Regions from separate parts of the Mus musculus genome. Here region 2 is linked to region 1. Evidence: chromatin contacts called from public Hi-C data. All regions are on one chromosome and are shown on one strand. Each heading gives the region's core, a stretch centred on a gene start, on an enhancer-like site or on the middle of the called end of the contact. The rest is flanking DNA. Distances are from core to core; before and after follow the strand shown. Region 1 has its middle 66 kb from the start of Tmem74. Region 2 holds the start of Tmem74 (transmembrane protein 74).

Region 1 (3,754 bases), core at 817-3,316:
TCGGGCTGGCCTCGAACTCAGAAATCCACCTAGAAGGAGTTACAGAGACAAAATTTGGAGCTGTGACGAAAGGATGGACCATCTAGTGATTGCCATATGCAGGGATCCATCCCATAATCAGCTTCCAAATGCTGACACCATTGCATACACTAGCAAGATTTTGCTGAAAGGACCCAGATATAGCTCTCTCTTGTGAGACTATGCCGGGGCCTAGCAAACACAGAAGTGGATGATCACAGTCAGCTATTGGATGGGTCACACGGCCCCTAATGGAGGAGCTAGAGAAATTACCCAAGGAGCTAAAGGGAACTGCAACCCTATAGGTGGAACAAAAATATGAACTAACCAGTACCCGGGAGCTCTTGTCTTTAGCTGCATATGTATCAAAAGATGGCCTAGTCGGTCATCACTGAAAAGAGAGGCCCATTGGACTTGCAAACTTTATATGCCCCAGTACAGGGGAACGCCAGGGCCAAAAAGGGGCAGTGGGTGGGTAGGGGATTGGGGGGGTGGGTATGGGGACCTTTGGGATAGCATTGAAAATGTAAATGAGGAAAATACCTAATAAAAAAAAAAGAAAAGAAAAGAAATCCACCTGTCTTTGCCTCCCAAGTGCTGGGATTAAAGGTGTGTGCCACCACTGCCTGGTAAAAGTACTTTTCATTTTAAACCTTTTTGCTCTTCTAGAAGTTTATGATCTATGTATGCACACTCTGCTTGGAACACTGATTTGAAGAAATAAATCTATTCACAGTGCCAAACTAACTGTAACCACATTAGCTCTGGCTTTTATCTTCTCCTTTTATGTGAGAAACCACTGTATCACTTTAGCTGCATTAGATTTCAAAACGCAAGCATTAAGGAAAGAAGTTGTACTCTTTGTAGCTGTCTGACTCTGTTTCTTATTCTTGTAAACTTATTTTTACTCCTCATCCTATAGTGTCACATAAGTTACCTATTTTCCTAAGTTAGCACATGCAGTAGAAATTGCTCATCCTTTCTTTGTTACCTTCCACCTATGAAAGCCTGCCTCTCTGAGAAACTGTGTTTTCAACTAGAAAAAGAAAACAGTGCCATAGAATTAAGTAGAAGTAGACTAGGAACCAGAACACATCAGCACAAGCATGAATCACTATTATTATGAATGACCCAGTGTGACATTTCAATCAGCAAAGCTATAAATCAATAGAGATGCTGTAACTGAAAACAATTTGCAGACCATGTCTGCTAGCAGCACAGTCGGCATTTCCTCCCTCCTTGTTGCTTTATGTAGTCGATGGTTTCATGCATAGCAACAGCCTTGAAACAGATCGGCAAGAACATAATGAGCACACTTTCAGCAGCAAGTGTTAAATCATCCATATCTGCTTTCATGCGTTAAGTCTCCATTAATTCAAGGGTTGGTATTCTCAGTTGAAAAGAATGAAAATGACTTTATGTTGTTTACTGTACATGAATAAATTGAACAGTTGGTTGTAAAGTGGAACATAATTTATGTCTTTTTTCTCCCTCAAAAGAGAATCCTGGCAGTATTGTCATGGAATTTGTTTAGTTTTATTCTTTGTTTGAGTAATCTGCTCCTTTGATCTAAAAGAATCCATAGAAAATGCTGTCATATAACAACAAAAGGCCTTACCAAAAATTAAATGAAAAATGGAAAACAATTTTATTGATCAGGAAAAGTAGCACCCATGAAAAACAAATGCAAGATTCTAGAAGGTTTGTCAAACACAAATCTCCAGTTATCATATCTTATCCTGCTGGTATGCTTGTAGAAATAAGAGAAAGGCAAAAATACACAGATTTTTTTATTTTTATAGCTTTGTAAAGTCACCTGGCACGTTTGCCTGTGCTTTGGCGTATTTTAGCTTTTCTTGGCGCCTACAGTACTGAAACTAAAAACACATTCTTCTCAAGAGCTTTATCTATCTGGTAATTAAAAAAATCAATCCATAATGTCAATAAGCTCCAACCGCTTAGTTTATTTTTGCACAGAATTATAATTTCCTCTGAGGCTTATTCTATCTCTCCTACCTCCAGAGCCCTCCACCACCCTCCAGTGTTACTCTGGGAGCAACTTCCTAAGGGGGAGAAGTCTGCAAATGCTGGGGAACATGTGAACACAACCTACTTGGGAGCCTTTATTTAGAAAGCTTTTATCCAGAGATTTAGAAAATGCCAACCAAGGTATTCAGCCAGGGAATAAAAGAAGGTGCCTAATGCTTGGCACACCTACATCCTGGAAGAACTCAGCATTTCTCTTATTTTGCACGTGAAATCATTATATAGGGATTAAAGCATCATTTGCAAGAACATGCTGGCCAGCAGATTCTGTGGGGTGGGAGTGGGGGGGTTGGAGTTAATCTAATCTCACTTCAGATCCATCAAGTAATTTCTGTCTGCATCATTTGACTATCTTTGAAGAAGAGGTCAGAATTTTACCCTACTTCAAATAAGCAGAATAAAACAAGAGTAATTTCAAGCAATAACAGTCAAATTTGGGAGCAAAATGATTAAAAGATATGCTTAATACAATGTGCTATTTGATGCCACTTAAAACATGCTATTTCAGAACAAGCCATCCTCCAGGTCAGTTATATTACAGTTGGAGGGGCAAACAACTCAATTCTTCACATATCCCCAAGAAGACTGAGCAATGAGGAACCCCAGTTTCAGCAAAAATTTTCTATAAAGGACCATAGACCCAAAATTTAGGCTTGAGAGTTGCCATAACCCATATTGCAGCCATTCAATTCTTTGAAGGGCAGAGGTACCCATAGGTAATGCACAAACAAGTGTCTATCTTCCCATTAAACTTTATTTATGACCACTAAAATCAGTATTTCATACTTGTACTTGCTACTTAGTTTCTCTTTCCACTTGTGCAACATTCAAATGCTATCCCAAGGAAAATAATTTCCATAGGAGGATCATTTGACTGAAAAAGATTCACATTCATTTCTCATCAAAATAGAAGTGGTTGCATAGCTAGCTAATGCACATTTAAAGTTAGATGAATTATTAAATTATCTTTAAAAAAGTATCTTGCTCTTCTCTCATGACACAGATTTTCCAATACACACCCATACAGAGTCTTAGAAATTGCTTGTGCTTTTTCTGTGTAGGTGCTGGGTTCTCTATATATTAGGCATTAGTCGCAAACATTTCTTGAACTATTTGGCAATGGTTTTTATTTGTTGACATATGTGACATTGTGATTTATAATAAGAAAAGTTTTTTTTTCTTTATCCAGTAATAAGGATGGATAAGGCTGTTAAACCCTTGGAATCTCTGAAATTGAATCTTTTGTATACTGAAGATGACTAGCAGTGAAGAGTTTTCCAATTTTGTCTCAAGAAGGGGCTATATGCCAGGAGATTGAACTCTGTAACTAGAAGATTAGAGCTTGTATTTCTTTATCCCGTTCATACTCTGTTCCACCTTGAGAGCAGAGAGAATGGCTAATTGCCTATAATTTAATCATCGTGACTACTGGTAAAGTCCCTCCCCCATAATCCAAGAGGATATAGCTTTGACAGTAGGATGACAAATGGAGGTTTGAAGAGCGTGGCATGCCTTAGAGAACCTTAGAGAAGTCTTTACGCACCACACTATGCTCTGTATATTTCTTGCATCTGACTGATCCAGATCATCACTAATTCTTAGATTAAAAACTGATAACAGTAAAATCAACAACAAACCTGTTGAATGCTCTGATCCAATTCTAGGAAATGACCAGCTTCTGAATGAGATG
Region 2 (3,754 bases), core at 897-3,396, 66 kb after region 1:
ACTTGTCACTGAGGTTAGCAGTGAGAAACTCGGGTCAGGGCAGAAAAGGAGCAAGGAGAAAGTGGCAGAATCTCTGGGAAGAGCACACTGCCATCACCAAGCCAAATTTATCCAGGGACTCACACATTCCTGTGACAGAATCCCTCAAATGAGAAGGCAAGTTTCCTGTAGAAAGACACAAATGAGAAGAAAGGCAGGGCCCTTTTTGAGCAGAGCTGTTGGATTTCTGGAAGTCTTGAGCAAGAGCAGACTTCCTAACCAATTCAATTAAACTGTATGTTTATACTCCAGTTCAGAACAGATTCTAATACAGATCAACTTTAATGAATGCATGTTCCTCTCAGCTGGGGCTAGTTGCATCAGCATCTTGATTTAGCAGCTATGGAGTGAATGAAAAGGATGACTTAATCAGCCAGTGACTAAAGGAGGGATCAGAACTAGTGATTCACCTACTGAAATGGTTAGTAACCCACTTCCACAGCTCTGGGCTCAGTGGTAAATACCCATACGCACTACTACTCTGCTTAATTCACTCCCTCTTCCACAGGGCCATCCTACCGACATCACTGTGATTTCTACAAAACACAATGAGCCAGTCCACTTCACACACATACAAACCGCTTGCTCCCAGAGTGTCTGCCGTTCCCACTCACTGAGTTACTTCTCCCTACAGTTTGCCAACAAACAGTCAAGAGAAAGTAGCCACCCGGAAGTGTTTACAAACCCAGCACAAGTAGGGTGAGGAGTGAGAAGCAATTTCCAAGGCTAGCCCTGAAACACTATCTATGGCACTCTCTCACCTCCACGTTACCAAGAGTCTTGATAAGATAGAATTCTGTGTTGAACAGTAAGCCATCTGCTCATCTTTCCTGCCTCTGCTAGCTTCCTGGGGGGAAAAAATTCATCCCCACTCTCATCAAATATAGGAGGTTTAGTCAAGAACTCCTTTTGCTTTTATTTCAATCCAGAGTTGTTTAATCCATGATTGGAAGGGTAAGAGTCAAAATCCCCAATTCCAGCAGCTGGTGACAGAGGTTCAAGCAAGCCTCCCTAAGACAGTCAGGCAACTCACAGAACGGAAAAGAACCTTGACATGGTCATGCTTCCTGCTGCACTTCAAGCTTGCCCCACCCGGTCCTGTGTACTAAAATTATAAAAAGAGCGACAACAAAAAGGAGAAAAACACAGTGCTAAGAGTAAGGAAACTGTAACCGAATCAGAGTTTTCTTTCATCATGTGGACAAGCCCCCACAGAAGGATCCTTCAATGATGGAAGCAATGGGAACCGGTTTCATCAATTACCGAAATCATCACAGATGGATCCCTGAGGCACGAGTCGCTCTGATTAACCTTTGGCACAATTAGCTAATCATATTAGACTCCTTTATATAAAACTGGCAGGATCCCCCACGAAACTTCCAATTTATAACAGAGCGGGAATATTCTCTCTCTCTCTCTCTCTCTCTCTCTCTCTCTTTCTCTCTCTCTCTCTCTCCTTTCTCATCGGCTCTATGCTAACTGTACTGTCGATTTGCAGATCCGTAATCCAGCATCAGTTTAGGATGGATAATCCCAGGGGACCGGCTAAAGGTATCTTCTTCCCTCCCCACAGCCCTCTCTCTGTTTAAAAGCCCATTTAATGAGATTGCACCTCCAAGGCAAGAGTACCGTTTTCCCTAGTCTGCTGTGCAATTAAAGGCAGTAAAATACAGGCAGAACAGATAGGAACAAGGCTGGTCTGCAGAAGACCGCGTAGGGTAGTGGGATACAGGATGCAGGATGAGCGCACTGGGTTTATAGGACCCGCTGCCAGCACTGGACAGGGGTGCCCCCAATAGGCTGCGGGATCAATCATTTCTCCCAGCAGACTCTTGGCCCATCAAGGCACCTGCAGTCTGGCTGCATCCGCTTAGGTCCTGCAGGCACCTCAAGCGGGAATGGGGATGCGTTCCCCGGCTCCTTTTATCTCCAAGCTCCGGTTCTTTCCACTCCGCGCGCTTCCTCCCCACCCCACTCTCTGCTACTCACCTTCTGCTTTGGCCACTCAGTAAAGCTGAAGCTGTGAACACTCGCGTCCGCATGGCACCCGGAGAAAGTCCGTTATTTCTAGCCACAGCACTTGTAGCCTGTGTTTGCCGCTGGGTTATGCTGGGTGGGCGGTGCCCGCCGAATCGGGCAGGGCGGGGCAGGGCGGGGCGGGGTGCTTCCTCTGCTGAGCATCCCGGGAGATGTAGTTCAGGGGAAGTCCTTGCATCTCTTCGTTCGCGTTGTCCAGCATCTCCAGGATTTTGCTCTTCTGGGAAACAGTTTCCTCCATCCAAGCATTTACCTGCCTGAGCTTCGAGCTCTGGCCTCTCTAAGGTGAGTGTGTCTCCCTTACATCCCCAGCCCACCATCCTCTCATCCACCTGCTTCTAGTGCAGCCACAGGATTCTGGAGGACTAGGGAACCAAGCAATACATTTACTTCCAACTGTGTGCCAAGCAAGTTGCATACTTTGTCATATTGAATAGTCAAAACACATTTTCAAAGTAGAAGATTTTTATCAATTTTCTTTTTTAAAATGAGGAAGAGGGCTCAGAGAGATTCATGGCTCCCTGCCTACAAAAGTTAGGAGATCAATAAATAGTAGCATTTGAAATCTTATCCAGGAGTGTGATTCCAAAGTCGTTGCCTTTCCCATAAAAGAGGAAGAATATGAACACTGAGAGTAACAGTGTCAGTTTCTCCCCTGTACTTACTGTTATATCTTGGATCTGTTGAATGTATTAATAAATTAAAAGTTGGGATCCTTTATTGACAGGGCCTTTCCTACACATTTTACTTAATTCATTCATTTTTAGAGGTATTGTGAAAGTCCTCAATTTTACAGAATATCTGAGCTGCAAAATGCCCAAACTTATGCCACTGATTCAGTAAGTTCTAAGCATTATGTTGTACTGACTGGGGGTAGGGGGCGAGAGCAGAGGGTAAGAGAGGGATCAGGTTTGGTAATGAAAATTGAAGATTGCCGCCACTCTTGAGATAGGACAAGCTAACACCTCCTTTACTCAAAGTAATATTCAGCAGCACATCTTGGAAATAATGTGTTTGTGGATCATCTCCAGGTGTGATTTTTGAGACCATTGATTGATTCCATCCAAGAAACATAAGATTACAGTATCCATGCCATTTTCTGCTTGCAAGTAGCTCACATAAATGCTGCGGTCACACTTGAGAGACAGATTAGCTTCTTAAAGTGACACAGCAAATGATAATACCTTTTTTTTTATTCACAAACATTTTTAAAAGTCAATCTCTTGGTTCTTATTTCTTCTCTGGCTCACTATACTATATGACGGAGAATGTATTTTCTCTGTTTCTTGATTCCAGCCAGCCTTCAAAGACACACTTGCCAACCTTATTTATGAAGGACCCTCTCAGGACTATAGATTGGAAATAGAACCCAAACATAGTGTAGGTGCCAAAAAGGGAACAACTAAGATGTGAAAATATCCTGAGCTGATGTTAAATAAGGAGGTGCAGAAGGAACTTTGGATATTTAATTAAATGAGGAGACATTAGCAATATAAAAACTAGCTTTAGATAAAGTTGATTAAAACACCATGGTTTTTAAAGTGGAAAGCATAACCAAGGATGGTTAATAGAAACTATGAATGATAATATGTTACCACTTAGGTGTTTACACTATCTGTAAGGAATGCAATGCTTTTAAACTCATTTTGCAATGTAGAAATCAAACTTTGAGAAAGTA

The links. Hi-C and Micro-C count contacts between places; a contact is called where the count stands out from the background.
Region 2: a contact with region 1 is called in a Hi-C map of cortical neurons, with 2.7 times the contacts expected there. The contact joins the promoter of Tmem74 here to the enhancer-like site in region 1. A contact is called at or near these places in 3 of 484 Hi-C or Micro-C datasets (cortical neurons and nephron progenitors) and 3 of 9 other capture datasets (adipose tissue, liver and pancreatic islet).

Annotation. Positions count from the first base shown.
Region 1 is chr15:43,802,270-43,806,023 of GRCm38.p6, forward strand. No RefSeq gene overlaps it. Among named protein-coding and RNA genes, the nearest start is that of Tmem74, 66 kb to the right of the region's middle. Within about 2 kb of position 2,067, at least 18 of the 459 cell types and tissues checked have an H3K27ac peak or open chromatin away from gene starts, as enhancers often do. A contact at or near this core is called in cortical neurons, where this site is marked.
Region 2 is chr15:43,867,883-43,871,636 of GRCm38.p6, forward strand. Tmem74 (transmembrane protein 74) reads right to left here and starts at 2,147. Exons shown (of 2, transcript NM_175502.3): 1 at 2,029-2,147; 2 at 1-165.